Linked DNA regions of Gossypium hirsutum: regions 2 and 3 are each linked to region 1. The links are chromatin contacts, called in public Hi-C maps. All regions are on one chromosome and are shown on one strand. The core of a region is the stretch at or near the end of the contact, and the rest is flanking DNA. Distances in the headings are between cores, read along the strand shown.

Evidence for each region. Hi-C and Micro-C count contacts between places; a contact is called where the count stands out from the background.
Region 2: a contact with region 1 is called in a Hi-C map of leaf, with 1.5 times the contacts expected there. The contact joins the promoter of LOC107926170 here to the promoter of LOC107924092 in region 1. A contact is called at or near these places in 3 of 34 Hi-C or Micro-C datasets (callus and leaf).
Region 3: a contact with region 1 is called in a Hi-C map of leaf, with 1.8 times the contacts expected there. The contact joins the promoter of LOC107891590 here to the promoter of LOC107924092 in region 1. A contact is called at or near these places in 4 of 34 Hi-C or Micro-C datasets (hypocotyl and leaf).

What each region holds. Positions count from the first base shown.
Region 1 is chrA12:76,714,666-76,719,030 of Gossypium_hirsutum_v2.1, forward strand. It overlaps LOC107924092 (putative pre-16S rRNA nuclease), which reads right to left and starts at 2,939. Exons shown (of 7, transcript XM_016854390.2): 1 at 2,598-2,939; 2 at 2,462-2,521; 3 at 2,264-2,376; 4 at 2,058-2,126; 5 at 1,406-1,457; 6 at 1,057-1,203; 7 at 1-22. The coding sequence starts at 2,885. The coding sequence ends at 1,066. It also overlaps the pseudogene LOC121211401.
Region 2 is chrA12:76,538,633-76,542,920 of Gossypium_hirsutum_v2.1, forward strand. LOC107926170 (scarecrow-like protein 6) reads left to right here and starts at 2,233. Exons shown (of 1, transcript XM_016856971.2): 1 at 2,233-4,288. The coding sequence starts at 2,562.
Region 3 is chrA12:76,947,363-76,951,667 of Gossypium_hirsutum_v2.1, forward strand. LOC107891590 (transcription factor UNE10) reads right to left here and starts at 1,990. Exons shown (of 5, transcript XM_016816439.2): 1 at 1,687-1,990; 2 at 936-1,590; 3 at 663-758; 4 at 292-357. The coding sequence starts at 1,793.

The DNA of each region.
Region 1 (4,365 bases), core at 1,689-4,188:
GATAAGATTTGCCTTCCAATATCTAAGTCAAAGGAAACATGAATCAGAACATGATAACGCCTAAGATGAATTGGAACACTGGAGATTTGCTTGGTTCGGCCAGTTTCTCTATCCGTCTCATCTTGAATCTCCTTCCTGATGGCAAAGGGGAACAGAAGAGGCAAAGGGTAAAACAGGGAGGGTAAAGTGAAGCAGCACCTAAACTGAGCAAAAGGGACGGATTAGAAATCGGTGGATTTCACCGATTAGGGCAGTAATGGATTACACCCGTAATAGCATTACCATGAACCAAACAACGGAATAAAGGGCGCTTAAGTGGGGCCCACCGATTAGCCAATACACCCAACCAAACATGGTGTAAATGCTTAAATTGGGACTTAGACTTAATCTTCTAGGGATTGATCATATATAAAAGGCAAATCTTTCAAAATGATTATATAAAGGTCAATCCTTCACAATAGTGTTCAAATGAAAGCTAAATCTTTCAAAATGATCAATTAAGGACTAAAATTTTTCAAAAATGCTCAAATAGAGACTTTTCAAATGTCATATTTTGAGTTTTAAATTATATTTTTTTTTGAAATAATATTTGATTCAACTATTACATGTGCGTTCTATTCTAATCGCATCATATTCCCCTAATTTTTATTACAAATTTGACCCTTATTTGAAGCAAACCTCTAAATGGTTCAGCAAAGCACTAATTTGAGCATTTAGCATTAATAATATACCCTTTCCTCTTTATCCTATCATAAGCCTCTTAAATTTGTAGTCAACACCTACATATTCAACTCTTTGAGTTAAATGGTATTATTTTTCATAAATATAAGAGAACTAAAAGGAAATCTGGGATCCTAATTGTTCATATGTCACCCCAAGTGCAAGATTTTAACATTTTCTGTTCTTGGTTCTTTCCAGTTTGGTTTAATGGAAAATTTTGCAGCAAAATCACTTAGGTAGACTAGGAGTTGCAATTGTTAAGCACTACTTCATATGCACTCTCAAATTCATATTCCCTAAACTCTAGATAAAACACAAGGATTTGGTTATCCTTACAAGGTATTATCAATCAACAAATTCTTCAGGTGAAAAATCGATGTCCAGTGGTGTACCCTTTCTGAGTTTTTCTTGCAAATCAATCTGTTTCGGCAAAACAATCTCAATGTCCTCACCGGAAATGGCAAAGTATCTCTCTAGTAATATCTGCAGTAAGAACAAAAAAAAAAAAAAAATAAATAATAATAATAATAATAAGAGGTATAAGAAGAAAATGAACGACATCAAAATTGAAATCCATGGTCTTCTTTACAAATTAAACCAAAAGTTCACTACAACCATGAATCACCATTGAAGAAGTATACTATTATCGTTTTTCAATCATAAAAAAGAGAAAAATGCTACAGACCACAGCAGCATATGCATCGGAGGTTTTTTGGCGTGCAGACTTGTTGAGACCCCTGAAAGACAAGTGAAAGAATTATGCTCCAGTTCAGACATCAAGAAGAAAAAATTTCAAAGATACAGAAATATCATGACCCAGAACGTTATGCCTTTGCAATTGTCCTCTTTTCATAACAAGTCGTAGGCATCAACAAACCTAACATGCTAGGCCATGTTGCAAGGCACCAACAGGTGCGTCTTCACAGATTTGAACTCGCGGCCTTACACACAAATGAGCAATACAACAGTCAATCAATTAGTATAGTGCATTCTTTTGCATGCAAAGGATCTATGTATATCCAAAAAGGACAATTTCGACATGCTAGGCCGGGTCATGAGGCACAATCTGCAATTGTCCTCTTCTCATAATCACAAATCTTCAATATAAGGACCCGACCTAGCACACTAGTCCACCTTGTGAGGCACAAACAGATGCGCGTGGCCTTACACACAAATGAGTGCACTCTGCAATATGACCAACACTCAATTAGTATAGTGGAGTGCATTCTTTGGCATGCAAAGGATCTATGTGTATCCAAAAGGGACAATTTTGGAGACACAGCCGTCAGAGTCGTGACTTGGACAGGAAATATCAAATTGGGGAAACTTATTTGTACAAGTTAATCATCCTGTAAGCAGCTTCTGATGATGTCCCATGTTCATCTTGTAGATACACTCTCCAACCCCTGAGTTTGAGTAAAGCAATTGAGACACACACACAAAAAAAAAAGTGATTTTTTATGCAAATTAAGACCAACCCAAATGGTTGAAGCAAATACGCAAACAGTTTGGACTTCAAGCGAGAAACATAAAAAAACATTACCTCTCGGCAGCTCGAACCGCTAGCCGTCCGGCAATACTACGAACTTTGTTCGATTGAGGGGTCTCCTTTCCATCCCAAGATTTAGGGATTCCAATTATAAATTCATCAACCTCCTACAATATATATAACTCTACCATTACACCGAAAATTTGCATTTAAAAAGCTTCGAATTAAAAGAGAGAAAGTAAATTTTTTAACCTCTCTTTCAGCCATGTCAAGCAGTTGTAGCTCAAGTTTTTGTCCTCTCAATTTCAAAACCTATAAAGATACAGAAACAGGGAAAACATCGAACAGGTAGTAAACTGAAAACCAAATTGAATGATGTTATTAGTACCGTGAGTGGACGAACGGAGAAACCTTTGCTAAGGGCAAGACCGGTACGTGATGAACCCAAATCCACGCCTAGGCTGAACCCTACTGTACATTGTGGATTGGTTTTACGGCGAAGGGCATTTGGGGGGAATTCTTGGAGAGACGACGACAAGGCATTGGGTTTCGGATTATAATTACGGATTAGGGTTGAGAAATAAGGAAGAAAAAATGGGGATTTTGAGAAGATTAGGTTAGGGTTGGTTTTAGATGGATTGAAAAATGGATGTGATTGCAATCGCGGTGAAGACATTGGAGATTGAGTGTCATACACTAAGCCCCCTAGCTTCCCTATCCAAGCAGAAAATTGTTGGGGGATTTTAAAACATGATCCCTCTATAACGAGTAAATTTAAGATTTACTATTTATACTTTAGTTGTTGCACTAGAGTCGAATTACATTTTGTCCCTTCTGCTAAAAATTGAATAAAGTAGTCCCTCTAAGTTAGATCAAAGAGTAAATTGGTTATTCTTTTAAAAATTTCATCAATTCCGATTGTTAAAAATTTATTCATGTACATCAACATGAGGTACATGTGACACGTCACGGTGTTATTATTTTGTTATTTTTTTAATCATGCCAATTTTTACTTTTTAATAGTAGTATTGAATCAATTTTTAACTAGAAATGACCAAATTACTCTTTGATCTAATGTACAATGATTAATTTGCCCATTTTTTAGTAAAGGAGGCAAAATGCAATTTGACACACAATATAGGGGCCTCTCTAGCATTTTTACCCAATAATTTGACATAATTTGGTTCCTATACATAATATCATTAGTTAGTAGAAATGCTAACTACTTGAACTAACTAATGTTATAGTAAAATTAAAGATAAAAGTACCGGGTAGGTCTTTTATTATAAGAATAAAATCAAATTAGCTCATATATTATTAAATAGATTAATTTAGTCCATATATTATTAAAAATAATAAACCATGATCGAATTTTAACATAATTAACATTTATAATTTAAAAAAATCATTTATTGTTTAAATTTTTTAAATTTTTTTATGGTTTTAAAAATGAAACATTTTGTTTAAATTTGAAATACAAATGAAAAACTAAAAATTTTTTGTGTCATTTTTAAAATATATGACAAAATTATGAGTTAAAGGATATGAGAGGTTTTTGTATTAGGGGACTGAATCAAATTAATTCTTTTATTATTAAATGGATCAATTTAGTTTATGTACTATCAAAAAGGATTAAATAAGTCCAAATTGTAAATGAGTTTAAATTTACTACATAAAAAATACCTTGAAAATTATTTTTTTCAATTGCAGTTCAATTCCAAACACAAAATTTCATTTATAGAACCATAAAAATTTTAAAAATATTAACTTTGTGAAATATTAAATGACGTTTTTTATGCAATAAACGTTAACTATATTCCAATTTAGCCTTGTTTGATTCCTTTTAATAGTAGAGGGACTAAATTGATCCATTTAATAGCATAAGGATTAATTTGATTAGATACCTATAATATAGGGACCTCTCAGGTATGTTCACCCAAAATTATGTTAAATTCATGCAAATTCACCCAGTTAAGGTGGGCTTCCTTGCTTTCCACATTAGAACCAATGGGCTCCATTGACGTCGAGTCGGCCGTCTCTTTAACCGGGTTATTTTGAAATACCACTTGGGCTTTTGGCGTGGACGTTGCCCTCCTACTAAGCCTTGTAGAGGGAAGAATGATAAAAACACCTTTCAAGTCCCTCTCAATTTTGAT
Region 2 (4,288 bases), core at 983-3,482, 180 kb before region 1:
ATCGCAAATTCATGACATTTAAAGTTGTTTCATGATAATAAAAAAAGAATTGAACTGTAGAAGAAAAGGAAATGACAACTTTCGATTTATTCAGACAATACAAATAAAGAAAGCCATGTAACAAAGATTTTAACAACCCAATGACTTGAATGAAATTTTTTAAATAATTTAATGATCATTTTATAATTTTTTAAAGTTGAATGACCAAAACGTAAACCTACTAATAGTTTATAACTTTGAATGTAGTTTAACCTAAATAAAATTAAAGCAAAATATCTCAACCGTTAAAAACTTTCTCGATATTTTCAAAAAAACTCCTTAAAAAGCCACTCTCTTATCATCTCGTTTCGTCAGATTCAATTTCGAAAAACGAAGCCAAAAACAGGATATGTTCAACCAAAATTCCTAAATTGTCCTTCCCGCGATCCCTGTCATCGCCCAAGTAAATGTAGACCCAATTTCTTAGGACAAGACAAGGGTATTTCAGGGAATTTGATTAAATAACCAAACATAACTTCTAAGCCAATTCACCTTTGGTCTATGTAAAATAAAATATTTATAATAAAACGATAAAAAAACAGAAAAGAAAAAATCTCGACGTGCCTATAAGAAGCGTGTCACAACGTTGGAAGCTGTAAAAATATTGTACACTTATTTTGATTTTTTATTAAAAAAATAGATAAATTAATCATTACGAATAAAATAATTTTTCGTTAAAATTTCATCTATTTATATTGTTCAAAACTGATATTGTTGATGATTTCATAATATAGTGATACATAGCGTGTCATGACTATCTCATATTAATGTATATGGACTTATTTTTAATCGTAAAAATAGATGAAATTTTTAATAAAAAACTAATTTTTTGAATGAAAAATATAAAATACAATCTAACTACTAGTACAAAGACCTCTACAATATTTTTATTATTGAAAGCTCGATTGATTGTTTTAAAAAAATAAAATATATGTTTTTTTAATTTTATTTATGCAATTAGATTTTTTTATATAATTAAAGGTTAATTACATCATACATATTTAAATTTAAAATTTAAAAAAATTAAGACAAATTTAATCCTATTTTATATTGGTTTAGGGTATTAATTTATAAATAAACGGAAAAAAGAAGAAGCTATAGCCTCCTTCCTACCACATGATGTTCTCTATTACTTCAACGAAATCTTTGCAAGTAATTTTTTTCCTAGTTACAAATTTGATTTAGCACTTTTTTGAATGAAATACTTGTTTGTTTGTTTTTTTTTTGTAAATTATGGGTAGAATTGTTATATTTAAACTGTGTAAGAATTTTGAGTTAGAACATTTATGATTTTATATTCCTATAATTTAATTATTTGTAGTTTTTTTGAGCAAAACTTGAAATCAATTTATTTTTCTATGGCTAGCATTTAGCTAAAACAAAACATGATTTCAGGTTTTTTTTTTAAATTTATTCCAAATTAAATTTTATATATTCATAATTTTATATGTGCATTATTTTATTTAAAAAATATATATAAGACAAAATTAAAATAATTTTACTTTCAATTAAAATTATAAATTAAAAAATAATTTAAAAATTATCAATTAATTTTCATTATTAAATATTTAATCCAAATATTTGTTAAGAATAAAGTTATTGTAAATATTAAATAAATGAATATTATTTATTATTTAATAATGATAAATTCATAAATTATCATTATATTCCTAAGAAAATATTCAATGAACCAAACGTAATATTGTAATTTTCTCGGGATTTTAATTAATATTTTTCAATGTTATACCAATTGTTATAAAGTAGCTTTCCCGACATTCAGATTCCTAACAATCAATTATATTTTAAGGCATCATATTCTGTTAAAATCATGACATGGAAAAGTATTAAACACTACCTTAATATTTTAATCAATATTTATATTAAAGAAATTAATAATGAAACTTAGGGGGAAAAAAAGAAATTAAAAGGGAAGTGAAATTGAAAATAAATGGAAAAAAAAAAGTAGCATATGATTTACAACCAAGCCCTCATTGAGGGGACATTAATAATAATTTCCTTTTTTCCTTTTCGATAACCATTAATAATATTTTCCTTAATAAAATGGAGTGATTAAGGAAACATCTGGTATACACGCGCGGTGGATGTGAGAGTAGGGCTTAAATGAACGACAGAAAACCCTACCAGGGAGATAACTACGTCTACAGACAAAAGCCACATAAAAAAATAAAAACAATAATACAGAAAAAATAAAGTAGAGAGAGAAAGAAGATGAAGGGCACTTTACCACTTTTATATGTTGCACGCATCCATAGCAGAATACAGAAGGAAACCCCATAGTACTACTACTTAACAAAGTCTCAAACAACAAGCAAAAAAAAAAAAAAGAAAGAAAGAAAGAAAATGGTGTGTTTGTGGTACTAAAAAAAAATTGGAGTCTTTGAGGTACAAGATGAAGAAGAAGCTAAGTCTTTCATGGTAGGACTTTTTTTTTTCTTTTTTAGAAAGTTTATCAATAGGGAAGTTTTGGGTTTTGGGTGTTTTTTATTTTTTGGTTGTTTTAGATGAAGGCCATGCCCCTATCCTTTGAGGAATTTCAAGGGAAGGGGGCTTTAGATTTTTCTTCTTCAACATCATCTTGTTCAGATTCATCACTGTTATTACAACACCAGCATCAACAACACGAAAAAGAAGGGAAGTGGCAGAACAAGGGAGGAGATTGTTGCTATGTGGGCAGTGAGCCCATTGATAATAATATTAAGACCGGAAGAAAAAGAAGCCCAAGTCCTTCTTCAACACTGTCTTCTTCTCTCGGCGGTGGAGGCAGCGGTGGTGGTGCCTCCACGGATACAACCGGTGTGGCAGCCACCACCACTGTTGTCTCTGCCACCACCAATACAAGCCAGTCCTTGGATGTAGGAAAATGTGGTTTAGGTATGGAAGATTGGGAGAGTGTTTTGTCTGGTTCTCCTAATCAAGACCAGTCCATTTTGAGGTTAATTATGGGTGATATTGATGACCCTTCTATGGGGTTAAACAAGATTCTTCAACCACCAAGTGGCGGCGGCGGCGGTGGGTCGGAAAATATGGAGTTCAATGCTGGTTTTGGTGTGGTGGATCATGGTTTCGGCTTCGATTCCATTACTAGTAGCGTTAGCTTGATCAACAACGTCGACCCTCCTATAAGCTGCTCTGATTTTCCGGTGACATCAAATCCGCCGAGTCTTTTGCCGCCTCCTTCGCCGTGTGTATTTCCACAACAGCAATCACAGCTTCAGGTTATGGATGAAAAGCCACAGATTTTCAATCCGCAGATGATAATAAACCAGAATCAAGCTCGGTTTACACAAAACCCGACCATGTTCTTACCTCTTTCGTATGCTCAATTGCAAGAGCATAGCCTTTTATCGCCTCCGCCGCCGAAGCGATTCAACTCCGGTGGACCTTTTTCGGGTTCGGGACCGGAGCTTTATCTAAGGCGTCAACAGCAACAACAGATCCAAATGCTTCAGCAAAGGCCAATTACAGGGAAACCGAAAATCGTTACGGATGATCTGGCGAACCAGCAGCTTCAGCAGGCGATAATTGATCAATTAATTCAGGCCGCAGAGCTGATCGAAACCGGTGATCCGGTACTCGCGCAAGGGATATTGGCGCGGCTCAATCACCAGCTCTCCCCTGTAGGTAAGCCCTTTATAAGAGCTGCTTTCTACTTCAAGGAGGCCTTACAATTATTACTTCCTTTGAACACTAGCAATACATCAGTTATGTCCAATTATAACATGATATTCAAGATTGGTGCTTACAAATCGTTCTCCGAGATATCTCCGATCGTTCAGTTCGCGAATTTTACTTGTAATCAAGCGTTACTCGAGGTTTTCGAAGGGTGTAATAGGCTTCATATAATCGATTTCGATGTTGGTTATGGTGGACAATGGGCTTCTTTGATGCAAGAACTTGTTTTAAGAAATGGTGGTGCACCTTCTATGAAAATTACTGCCTTTGCTTCACCTTCAAGTCATGATGATATCGAACTCGGTTTCACAATCGAAAACCTTAAGCATTATGCTAGTGAAATCAACATGGATTTTGATATCGAAATCATGAGCCTTGAGGCCTTGAATTCGGGTTCTTGGCCGTTGCCTTTGCACTTGGGCGAAAACGAAGCGATTGCTGTTAATCTCCCGATCGGTTCATTTTCCAATTACCCTTCAATCTTGCCCTTGGTCCTTCGTTTTGTCAAGCAGTTATCGCCCAAGATTGTTGTCTCGTTAGACCGAGGTTGTGACAG
Region 3 (4,305 bases), core at 740-3,239, 230 kb after region 1:
GACAAATATAAAAAATAATTTTTATTTTTAAAAGAAAATTTCAAATACAAAAAAGAAAACACTTATAGGATAAAGTCTGTATTTTGTAAGTAGAATATATATATATATTATCATGTGCAGTACTGTACTCACGCTTCTTTTGACCATAGCCAGTGTTTGCAGGGTTTTTAATTGAACTGCATGGATTTTTATTTATCAATTCAACTTGTCTATTTCCTAAAATGTTTAATATTTTTTATTTAAATTTATATTAAAAAACTTAAATCTATTGAAAAATAAAATAAAACATACCTTGCTTGAATTAGGTACCAGTTTCTGTAATGTTTTCATCCTTTGATTTATCTTATCTCTTCTTTTCTGAGAAAATCCAAAAAAAAAAAGATAAATATTCATTATAGAGAAAATTAAAAAAATAATATTTATTGAGCATATTTAGAAAAAGTGAAGTTACTTTTTTATATATGCTTTTTTTTACCGAGCACTCACAGTTTGGCAACTAGCCTAAATATCGAATCCAATCGTTGACTCTGACTATTTTTTTAACTCAAAAAATAAATAAATAAATTTTTATATATTATAAATTTAAAGAGTGTTAAAAATGTCATGAATAGAATAATTAAATAAAATTTTGATGCGAATTAATTTAGTGGGAATAGACTTACACGTTCAGATTGGTTATGGATAGCTGCAGCTCTGCTCCTTTTTGTTGAAATGGAAGATTTCATAGTTTCTTTTTTGTCTTCCTCACCTGTCTCCTCCTTTAACACCCAAAATTTAAAAATAAAAATAAAATCAAATTACATGCACATGCACATGCAATAATAAATAATAATATTGATTGATTATGGAGTTCTATGAGACAACAGACATGTCCCGATAATGTGTTTTTGTAAGACAAGAAAATAATTGTAATAAATAATCGAATAGGACTTTGCCTGAGGTTTACTGTGAGAAGCTGAATCATGATCATTATCTGTTGCAGTCTTCGTGTTTTCAATGGAACCATGTGAAATAGAAGTGAAACCAACACCAAAATCTTTGTCGTACGTATCGATGGTCACGTTCCGGTGACTGTCTCTTCCGAACGTGGCACTGGCACTTGCGCTTTGTTCCCATTCCGGTGGTGCTACTTGTACACGCGCCGCCTTTGCGCGTTTCCTTGTGACATCGTCTTGTGTATTAACCGTCCCACTACAGGATCCTACCCTAGTGGAACATCCCATCATACAAGTTCCACCACCACCAAGATCCGGCATAGATTCCAACACGTGTACGGTGGTGGTCTTGTCTTCTGAACAAGGAACTAAAGCATCCATAGTCATAGTGGCTGATGAAGACACCGCCGCCGCCGAAACACGGTGGCGGTCCAACCATACCAATTCATCCCCACCAACACCTACAGAATCCTTACTACCATATGGAAAACAAGTAGCCTGGTTCACTATAGACTCTAAAGTGCCACCGCCACCGGCTCTTGGTTTATCCCAAGTGGTGGCGTTTAGTTGTTTAGCCACCGCACGTGGCGGACCTAAGCTGTGCATGGCTAGTTGCCCATTTTCCCATGTTAATTCAGCAACTTCATAATCTAACCTGCAAAAACAAAATCATGCACCACCGTCAATCAAAACCATAAATTAACTTGCACGTTATGTAAATAAAAACGAAGGGTTTTTCTCTTTTGTGTACATGGGAACATCAGGGGCAGTGGAATTTGAGTTGAAGCGGAACGAGTGATGGCGAGTGGTGAGTGGATTGTTGTCATCCAGTTCCCAACTCGGAACACACTGACTCATTTTCTAACAAAATCCGTTTTGCTTGAAAAATTTTCAAGTCTTAATGGGATTTGAGAATGGATTCATATAATATAGTGGGTACTGAGAAATAAATGGTGTACCCCCACCCCCCATAGTCTTTATGATTGTGGAGATAAGAATCAAAATGAATTGATGAGAGAGAAAGAGAAAGGATTCTGGTCCATATATGGTAAAATAGTTAAAATGGGAAATTAGGAAATGTTGAAAATAATAAGTGTCGATTTTTTTTTTAAAAAAGTTCGTCAACTTTGATTTTGAAAATGAAAACGAATAGGGGAGTTGTCGCCACTCTTTTTTAATAAGATGTGATCGGATCACCTCAAAAAGTAGTTGTTTTAATAAATTGTTTTGTTTTACTAAAATAGCGATTTTGGTCTACGAAATTCAAAAAAATGGGTTCCGGAGTTTATTACGTACGAGGAAGGATTAGCACCCTCGTAACGGCTAAAATTGGTACCTAATTGGTTAATTAATGTCTTAATGTCGAAAGTTGAAAACCCGAAAAGAATTTAAAAATACGATCCTCCCTTTTATTAGTGTTAATTTTACAAAAAAATGTTTGGATAAACTGAAGCAGATGTTAAAGACCTTCTTGTCCCGAAGTAACAAAATGTCACATCAAGTACGTTAGGACACGACATTTTAAACCCTCGAGAATAAGCTTATCCTTTGATAATCAAAACTCATACATTTTAATTTTAAACAGATATTCGGTCATTTGGGTCAAATGAGAAAAATCGAAACCCAGTACTTTAGGGCACAATCTCTCGAATTTCCAAATACGAAATATTGCATTTATTAAAGAATTTTTTTTATGAATTTAAGGTGAAAATTGATATAATATTTAAAAATGGTATGCAAATCAAATATTATGCTAACGAATGACAACAGTATGAGTGTACTAATAAACGATTCATAAGATACTATGACAATAATCGCGTAACATATATCAATTTAAACCAAGATTAACAATTAAAGAAAAATAAATGCATAATAAAATAAATAATAACAATAACAACAAAATGAGCCTCAATCGAGAAGAAACCAATTCTTAAAACAAAATAGGACGAGTGAATAAATGAATAAATGCATAAAAAGATATTGAAGAATGTGAAATAATAAAAATAAAGGGCCAAATTTATAAAATAAAATAATTTTAAAATTGGGTCAAAAGATATACATAGATAAATGATAAACTAAGATACATACATATATATATATTAGATAAATAGGTATATATATAAAAAATAATAGCAATAATATTGAAAAAATAATTAATTTAATAACACGATAATAAAAAAATAGTTAAATGTGAAAAACAACAAAAATAGTAATAATAATATTAAGTTAATCAATTTAATAAATAAATAACAAAATTAACAAAGAAAGGATTAAATCAAAATTAAAATGAAGTTGTAGGGATAAATAATAAATAAATAAAAGAAAAGGGCAGAAAAAATGAGCAATAATGAAACAAGCGCGAAGGTGGAGGACTAAATGGGAAATTATTCCTATTCCCGAAACGGCGTAGTTCACATGGGGACTGAAATGGAATAGAAATAGAATTCTAGGGTACAATTAAAAAGATAAAACAACGTAATAGGATCAAATTGAAACTAGCCTCAAATGCGGAAGGACTAGGGGCGCAAATAGACCCCTAGTCCAAAAACACGCGGATCCTAGACGATTTTCGGGTCGAGTCACGCGGGTCAAGGTGAAACGGCGCCATTTTGAGGACACTGAAATAGGCTTTAAACGTATAAAAGTCAAAAAAAATTTAAAATTTTTCATTCTATTCGGGTTTTAAAAAAAACTGAGTGGGGCGCTTTGATTTCTCTCTGGGGTCCCCGATTTTTGGTGATCGGACCACCGTCCATCCGTTGTCAGCGACTGCCTCATACGGCTACCGGAGATATAAAACTGGCCCCTTTCCAACCCTTTTTTAATTCCCTTTTTAACCCTAAACTTATATTTAGGGATGAAAACCCTAAAAATGAAAAAAACAATCGACCACTCCCCTCGTAAACCCTTGTATGCGTGCCTTGAAACCCGAACAAAACTCCAAAGAGTTTTTGGGGTTTCCACGACAGAAGAAAACTCCGATGGTGGCTGAGGACGAAGAAAATGGTGAGTCTCCTTTATGTATTGCTATTTTTGTGAGATATACATGAAAGAATGAAAAAGAAGAACAAATCACCTTCAATCTTTTTCTCTATTGATATTCTGTGTATTCGTTTTTTTGTGTTCGTTCGAAAAAAAGGGAACCCCCTAATACATTGTGTTCATGGCTTTTCATAGCCGAAAGAAAAAAGAAAGAATACAACATTTTTATTTCTTTTTTCGTTTTGTTGTTGTTGTTTTCGTCTGATTTGCAGGAACAAAGCCAGCTGGACAGGGGCACGAGGCGGTGGTACAGAAGGTACAGAGCCAAGCTGTTGGTTGTTTGCGGCGCGAGAGGAGTAGCTAGAGTTTACTGCAAATGTTAAGGTTT